Linked DNA regions of Mus musculus: region 1 is linked to region 2. A link is a contact called in public promoter capture Hi-C data. All regions are on one chromosome and are shown on one strand. Each heading gives the region's core, a stretch centred on a gene start, on an enhancer-like site or on the middle of the called end of the contact. The rest is flanking DNA. Distances are from core to core; before and after follow the strand shown.

Region 1 (4,114 bases), core at 1,438-3,937, 9.1 Mb before region 2:
ATTCATAACACTGGCATGATGGCTCACACCTATAATCCTGGCACTTGTGTGACAGAAGTCAGGAGACTGTCAAGAGTTTTAGTCAGCCTAGACAACAGAAAAATTCTAGACCAACCAGCCAAAACCCAGACTAAAAAGTTTCTAATGTTCTAAAAAGTTCTAAGCAAAATTAGAAATCACTAACTTCTCTTTTAGAGCACCAAAAAGCTTAGTCTTACTTTTGATACATTGGATTCTTCTGGGCCAGCTTTTCAGGAAGACCATCTTCGTCATCTAACTGTTCAAGTGGTTCCACAATGACTGGGCGAGGAGTCCTAGTAACAGAAATTATTCCTCATCTTAACTTCCAATTTTATTTCGACTATCCCTCAAAATTATTAAAAAAAAAAAAAAGAAAGCATGAACTAAAGACAACTTACGTTGTCAGTAGGAAAACACCTTCACTGCATCTTTCAAATGCTTTTCTTGCTGCTGGCTTGGAAGCAAACTCAACAATGCCTTTCCCTGTAGATCTTCCGCGATCATCCACAATTACAACAGCCCTTTCAATAGGACCAAACTGGCTAAAGGCCTCTTCCAAAAGTTCGTTGGAAACATAAGGAGAGAGATTTCGAACAGACAGGGCTGCAGCGTGTGTGGCAAATCGAACCCGAAGCTGTCTACCTCTCATGGGAGTATCATCAAGCTCAGCTTTGGCGATTTCAGCCAAGGCTCTAGATTCCTGCAAATATCAGAAATACTTTTAACAACTTCCAAACTGGCTAGTGCTCAATTTTTTAATAACCCTTCCCACTTCTACCGCTTAAGAGCTTTCTTCAAGCCTCCTCCCAACACCCCGAGGGCTAAAGGTCTGTCTTTGAGGTCCTGCCCCAATGCACACTATTCTGATTTCTATTGATGAAAAAAACTTAAAGGCTCGTTAATTCTTCCCATTTAAAAGCATGCCTAAAAACTTTCACAAAAGGGAAAAAAATTACACTCACAAGCTTAATGAACCCGAACCCTTTGCCTTTGTTGATAAAAACTTCTCCGGGTTCTCCGTATTTAGCAAACAGTCTTTTGAATTCATCCTCTGTGATATCAGCAGGTAGATTCCCCACAAACAACCGACAGCGCTGTGTGTAAGTTTTTTCTCCAGGCCTCCGCAAGAGAGACAAGTTGGCTTTAAATCCCTAATAAAGAAATCGGACGGAATTCATACACCAAAGCAGGAAAAGTCTAGTGGTCCCAAAGTAGGCCATCGTGCATTCGTTAACGATCTCCCTTTTTTCCCATGAGGGCTAGCAGGTTGAACCATATTTGGGGATCCAACAGGATCACTAACTCTAATCCATATGAAGCAGAGTATACAAAATGCTTTGAAACACATCGCCTCTTTATCAGCAAACGCCAATCAATACACCTCTGACGTCAACAAATAGCTCTAAATGCAGACTAGGAAGACAGCACCAAGTTGCCCTGTTTTCTCCCAAACAGAGGCCTCCGACGTGCACTAGTTGGGTCCCAAGGGACCGGACCGCTAGCCTCTAGCGGATTACCGCCAAGACGTGAGGATGCCCTCCCGCTGGAAGCCAATCCCTAGCGGCCTCCACAGCCCGCCGCGCGTCCGCCCCGCCTGCGCAAGCATGCGCAGGAGCGCTTCCGGCAGGGGACAAAATGGAGGCCCTCTAGGCTGCGGGCGGGGGGGAAGAGGAAAAAAAAACGCCGAGGGTAGGCAGGCGCCGCCATCTTAGGGAAACGGACGGCTTTGCTCGAGAACCCGCTCACCTCCGAGTCGGAGATCTTCTCCTCCGTGCGCGGTCCCGGTCCGCCGGGAGGGGGCCCCTGGTGGTGCTGCTGGTGGTAGGGCGCATGATGCTGCCGGCCCCCACGGGGCTCGCCGCCACCTCGGTGTGGTGGCTTCGGGTGGCCACCAGGAGCGCCCATGCCCGGGCCACCTCCAGGCTTAGGCCCACCGGGCATCTTGCCGCCTTTTGGACCGCCAGGGCCTGGCCCCGGCTTAGGCCCCGGCCCGGCGCCCCCGGCGGGCGGTGGCGGAGGGCCGCCGGTCTGTGGAGGGGTGGTCGAGACTCCGCTGCTCGGCGTCGATGGGGGAGGCGGTCCGGGGGCGGTGGAGGGGACGGCGGGCGGCGGAGTCGGGGTTGGACCAGGGCCCGGAGGGGCGCCGGTGGTCGGGGGGTTGGCGGGCGGAGCCGAGACCGCCGGCGGAGGCGCACTGCTCACCCCCGGCGCCGAGCCGGGGCCTTGGGGGACGACGGGCTTGGATTCCTGCGGCGGAGGCGGGGGCTGTTGATGGGGCGGCTGGTGCGGCGGCGGCTGCTGGTGCGGCGGCGGCTGCTGCGGCGGAGGCTGCTGCGGCGGCGGCTGCTGCTGCTGCTGGTGAGGAGGTGGAGGCGGGAGCGGCGGCTTCGGGCCGCCAGGGCCCGGGCCCATGGGGCCGCGGTTCTGGTTGAGGCCCATGCCCGGCGGCGGAGAGCGGAAGTCGTGAAGGCCGCCGCGGCCGCCACCTCCTCCACGCCGGTGAAAGCCTCCACCGCCGCCACCGCGACTCCGGAACCGATCCCGAGACATAGCTGTAGTCAAGGGGCGGTCGAGGCAGAAGCGGAGAAGTCGCTCAGGGAACGTGGTTGCCACCTTGCTGAGCACAAAATGGCGGACGACACAAGCTGCGCGCCGCCTTTGTCCTCTTCTTAAATAGGACAGTTCGGCCTGGCCCGCCTTCCCTAGATTGACAGCTCGGACAGCCAATAGCAAGTACAGTACTTGATGATGAAACCTAAGTTTTTCCAATTGGCTCCCTAGTGAGAGGCGGGAGGTAGGGAGGGCTGGGATTTCCATTTGACCAATAAACGGATAAGAAAGTGTCTATACGCCTTTGTGATTTGTTGGAAGAAATTTGAATGGGCATGCCCTGCAACTTTCGCGTGAAATTAAATATCCAGGGCCCTATCAGCTCCTGATAGCGCTGAAAGGCTATTTTCTTTCCTCTTATGAGTAGTCCGCTATTCTTGGCTAACATCTTCGCTGGGTTCAAGGTTATAAATTGAACTTGTGCTGTCTCTTATTCCTACGCCAATGAAGTTAGAGTCAATTTCACAGAGTTTAATCTCAACGGTTTTACTTTTATTGAAACCCTATCAAAGGCTAGCAGATTGGCAAACACGTGAGCCCAAAATTTGGGAGGAGGAGGCACTAGTAATCAGGACTGCAAGTTTATCTTTACATTATCAATTACATTGAGTTCAAAACCAGCTTGGGCTACATGAAACGTAATAAAATAAAAATAATAAAATAAAATAGAAGCCCCGGTTGTTTTGGCATATGCCTTTAATCCTAGCACTCTGGAAGCAGAAAGGACTCCAAGTTCAAAGCCAGCCTGGGCTGCATAGTAAATTCCAGGACAGCCAGGACTGCACAAAGAAACCCTGCCTCCAAAAAAATTAATGAATAAATAAAAGTAAAGATTTAAGAAAAAGGAAGCCGGGTGTGAGTTCCAGGACAGCCAGGGCTATACAGAGAAACCCTGTCTTGAAAAACCAAAAAAAAAAAAAAAAAAAAAAAAAAAAGGGAAAAAAAAAAACATTATTTCATAGCAACACGTTTGTTGTAATACTATAAAATTTGCCATTAGGTTTGAGTGAATGCAGTCTTTGTCCAAGAGGGAAAAGTATGGAGAGAGCTGAGGACACAGCCTTTGGGGTTCTGGCTTGTGTGACATGCAGAAGACTCACTTTATTCTCCAGCAGAAGGGTAAATGAGGTAGATGTGACTCCATGTGTGTGTACAGTAACAATTTACAAGCACAAATCATGGGAGAGGAAATTGTTTTTGATTTTGTTCAAGACGGGGTTACTCTGCATAGCCCTGGCTGTCCTAGAACTACTTCTGTAGACCAGACTGGCCTCAAACTCAGCCCTCCACCTGCCTCTGCCTCCCAGGTGCTGGGACTAAAAGCATGCATCCACCAGGTCAGCCGAGATTTCCTTTTTATTCCCTCCCTTTAAAGCTTCATGAACATTGGGTTTTAACCGGGATGGGGCTGGTGCATGCCTTTGATCCCATCAGGCATGTGGTAGAAGCAGTCATATCTCTTGAGTTCTAGGCCAGCCTGGTC
Region 2 (3,759 bases), core at 565-3,064:
GGTAGCTTCCTGTCAGACACTGGCCACTACGACAGTAAATGGGACACATAGCTTCAGCTATATGCCTGTCAGTGGTAGCCCTAGCTGCAACGGCCACCTCAATTCAGCAGCCAGTTTTATGGGAAAAGAAAAATGTATGTATGTGCTGTGTGTCCATCCGTGTTGTCCTATGTGCCTCACCCCATGCAGCCTTGTGGAGTCTGAGGATAACCCTCACAGACTTCAGCCTCAAGCACTGCACAAAACTGCTCTCTCAAAATCAGTGGTTAGGGGCCGGATGTGGTGGCGCACAACTTTAATCCAGCAGAGGCAGGTGGATTTCTGAGTTCGAGGCCAGCCTGGTCTACAAAGTGAGTTCCAGGACAGGCAGGACTATACAGAGAAACCCCTGTCTCAAAAAAAAAAAAAACAAAACAAAACAAACAAACAAAAAAATCAGTGGTTAGGAACCCTGGCTATGTGCCAAAATCACAGGTGAAAACCTGGAACTATGTACCTGCCCACCCCAAGTGTCTGATTCAGATTGGGATGTGGCCCAGATGTGGGTAGATGTGGGTAGTTCTTTTCTTCCTTTCTTCCATTCTTTCTCCTCCTCCTCCTCCTCCTTCTCCTCCTCCCCCTCCCCCTCCCCCTCCTCCTCCTTCTCCTTTTAAGATTTATTATATATATATATGAGTACACCATTGCTCTCTTCAGATACACCAGAAGAGGGCATCAGATCCCATTACAGATGGTTGTGAGCCACCATGTGGTTGCTGGGAATTGAACTAAGGACCTTGGGGAGAGCAGTTCAGTGCTCTTACCCACTGAGCTGTCTCTCCAGCCCCATGGGTAGTTCTTCAAGGTCCACAGAGGTGCTGGTACATGATCAGGGCACATCGGGTCCATGCACTGGGTACCCTTCCCCACTCTCAGCATCTGTTTTTGCACGTATTGGTTGGCAAATACCAAGTTGTCATCATTAGCCCAACTGCCTTCACTTTACTCCCGGCTACAAATTTAGCTGCTTCTGGGGCATTTCTAGCAGGAGAGTCCACAGACCCTTCTAATTCAGCATGTCCAACACTGGTTTCACATGTCCCCCTCCCCCAACCGCCAACCCCACATCTGACCCTCTCCTAGGGAAAGCCAGTTCCTAGAATTTTACCACCTCACTTTGTCCAATCAGGCAAAAAGGAATGTAGGGGATTGGGTCCTGGAACCCCCAACTCCCCACAACCCTGCTCAGGGTTTATCTTATTGTCCCCAGCAGCCTGCATCCCTCTTCTGTCTTGCTTGTCTCAAAACCACACTCTCTCCAGTGCAGGCATTCAACGAAAATGACCACACTCAGACTAGGTCAGTAGTTTCCAGCATCTTCGTGATGAACTCCAGACTAGTTGGTAGAACAATTCTGATCATGGCCATCAACCAACCTCCAGACACCTGCCAAATTGCCTCATCGCATCTCAGACTCCAGTTCAATACTCTGAGGTCCTCTGATTCTTCATCCCTGGTCGCACCCACCCCCCACCCCCAACACACACACAATCATTCACTGCCTTCACTGGATGTGCGCGAGTCCCTCTGAGGCCCCGACCCTAAAACTGAGCAAACAGGGTATCCTTGGACCGTGGGAGCCCAACGCAGAGCCCTGTCGCTCCGAGGCAGCTGAACCTTCTGAGGGTCCCGGAGTCACCACTTGAGGATACAGAGTAGCTAGCCAGAACCCCCATGTCTGCGCAGCCCAAGTTGGAACTCTCCTTCAGGCTGCCCCTCCTTCGCCGCCCTCCCTCGCGCTCTCCCGCCCTCGGCCAGGCCTCCCAGTTCCCTACTTTGCTTGACTACCAACTTCGAATTCCCAGTTTCAGCGTCTCGCTGCAGCCCGCGATCTCTACTCTGCCTCCTGGGGTCTTCTCCAAATGTCTAGCCCCCACCTAGAGGGACCTAGCCTAGCCAGCGGGGACCGGATCCGGAGGGTGGAGCGGCCAGGTGAGCCCTGAAAGGTGGGGCGGGGCGGGGGCGCTCTGGGCCCCACCCCGGGATCTGGTGACGCCGGGGCTGGAATTTGACACCGGACGGCGGCGGGCAGGAGGCTGCTGAGGGATGGAGTTGGGCTCGGCCCCCAGATGCGGCCCGCGGGCTCTGCCAGCAACAAGTCCCTCGGGCCCCAGCCCTCGCTGCGACTGGGGCTTGGAGCCCTGCACCCAAGGTAAGCCAGCCTTCTTGCCCATCCCCTTGATGGACGCTCAAAGGGCAGGAGAAAGGGCAGAAAGGTCTTCCTCCCCACTTTTCTCTCAGCCTCTCTCTTCTGGGCCCTCAGCGCAGCTCTTTGCCCCTCCCAGCCCCTCCAGTTCTTGTCGCTAGCTTCTTGGACTGTGTTAACCCTCCTGGCTGGCTGTAATGTGAGGCTCCCGCTGCCGCCACAGGGCACAGACCGGCTGCCAAGGCCCCACTTTTAACTAAAAGAGGCGCTGCCAGGTGCACAACTCTGGGCATGATCCACTTGAGCTTCGGGGGAAAGCCCAGCACTGGTCCCAGGAGAGGCGCCTAGAAGGACACGGACCAGGACCCCTTTGGTGAGTATAGGGCTGGTGGATAGGGGTGGCAAGGGCTGGAGGACCAAATATCCCAAATGGTAAGAAAGGAGAAATTGGTCAGAGCTGTCCTCGAGGGACTTGCTCCTAGGCTCCCCCTAGCGCAGATATCCCAGGGCTGCCTTGTCTGACTTTCCCTCCATCTGAGAGAATAGTAGCCAGTCTGGTCTCTAGGGATTTTAATCTAGTTAGCCAACGGGCACACGCCTAGCTCTGGAGGAACTAGATAAAGGCCTGGGAGGTGTGTGTCTTATCCTGGAGTCATCATATGTCGCTCCCCCTCTCCATGTATTCTGTGTGCCAGCAAAAGGATGGAGGGTTACATCTGGGACCCAAGAAGAGACTAACTAATGAGAATTCTTAAAAGTTCTAGGGGTCCAAGAGCAGTGGTTCACAAAGACTGGAGGTGCGGGCTGGGGTCAGGAAGGATGGTTTATGGGGGAAACTCCTAGGAGCAAGGCTAGGGGGCCAGATCCACAGGAGGCAGATGGTCCAGGCTTGGGCCGGATCTCGGAGTGGTTCAGCCCTCTGAGACCAGGTTGGTGTGAAGGACTAGCTGGTCCTTCTGGCAATGGCTCAGACCTAAATGTGCAGAGCGTGTGCAAAAGCCCCCTCCCCTTAAATCCGCAGGCTTGACAAGCTCTGCCCCCTGGTGGCCACAGGAAGCCATGGTCCAGGCCCTGTGTTTTCAGAAGGACCATCGCTTCCCCAGATAATAGGCAAGCTCTTGGGAGACATCTGTGGGCATAAGAGAGAATTCAGGTGACACTGGGTCCAGAAAGAAGATTGCAAGTCATCAGATAATCCAAGTGACCAACTGACACTCAAATTCTTCAGGGCTCTGCTTCCTCCCCCAAGGTATGGAGTGAACGCTGAGCATGGAGTGGAAGGAACTCAAGTTACTACTTTCTCCAACCACCCTGGTACCTTCAGCCCTGAAGTACAGAGCAGAAGGGTCTTAGAAGACAGGACCACAGCTGTGTGAGTCTCCCCCCTGAGGCCTTAGACGATCTCTGAGCTCAGCTGAGCTTTGTTTGCCCATCTGGAGAAGTGAGCCATTGATTGACCTTGTGGCATCGCGAAGGAACAGGTCCTGCCAAGCACCTAACACAGAGAGCAAGGTTCTCCATCGCAGCTACCGCTGCTGAGTTGACTCTAGCTACTCCAACCTCCTGGGTCGCTT

Evidence for each region. Promoter capture Hi-C pulls out the DNA fragments that hold promoters and counts their contacts.
Region 1: a contact with region 2 is called in a promoter capture Hi-C map of frontonasal cranial neural crest. The contact joins the promoter of Sfpq here to the promoter of Artn in region 2.

What each region holds. Positions count from the first base shown.
Region 1 is chr4:127,019,874-127,023,987 of GRCm38.p6, reverse strand. Sfpq (splicing factor proline/glutamine rich (polypyrimidine tract binding protein associated)) reads right to left here and starts at 2,687. Exons shown (of 10, transcript NM_023603.3): 1 at 1,768-2,687; 2 at 984-1,172; 3 at 420-721; 4 at 219-314. The coding sequence starts at 2,571.
Region 2 is chr4:117,927,818-117,931,576 of GRCm38.p6, reverse strand. Artn (artemin) reads left to right here and starts at 1,814. Exons shown (of 5, transcript NM_009711.4): 1 at 1,814-2,191; 2 at 2,325-2,558; 3 at 3,435-3,759.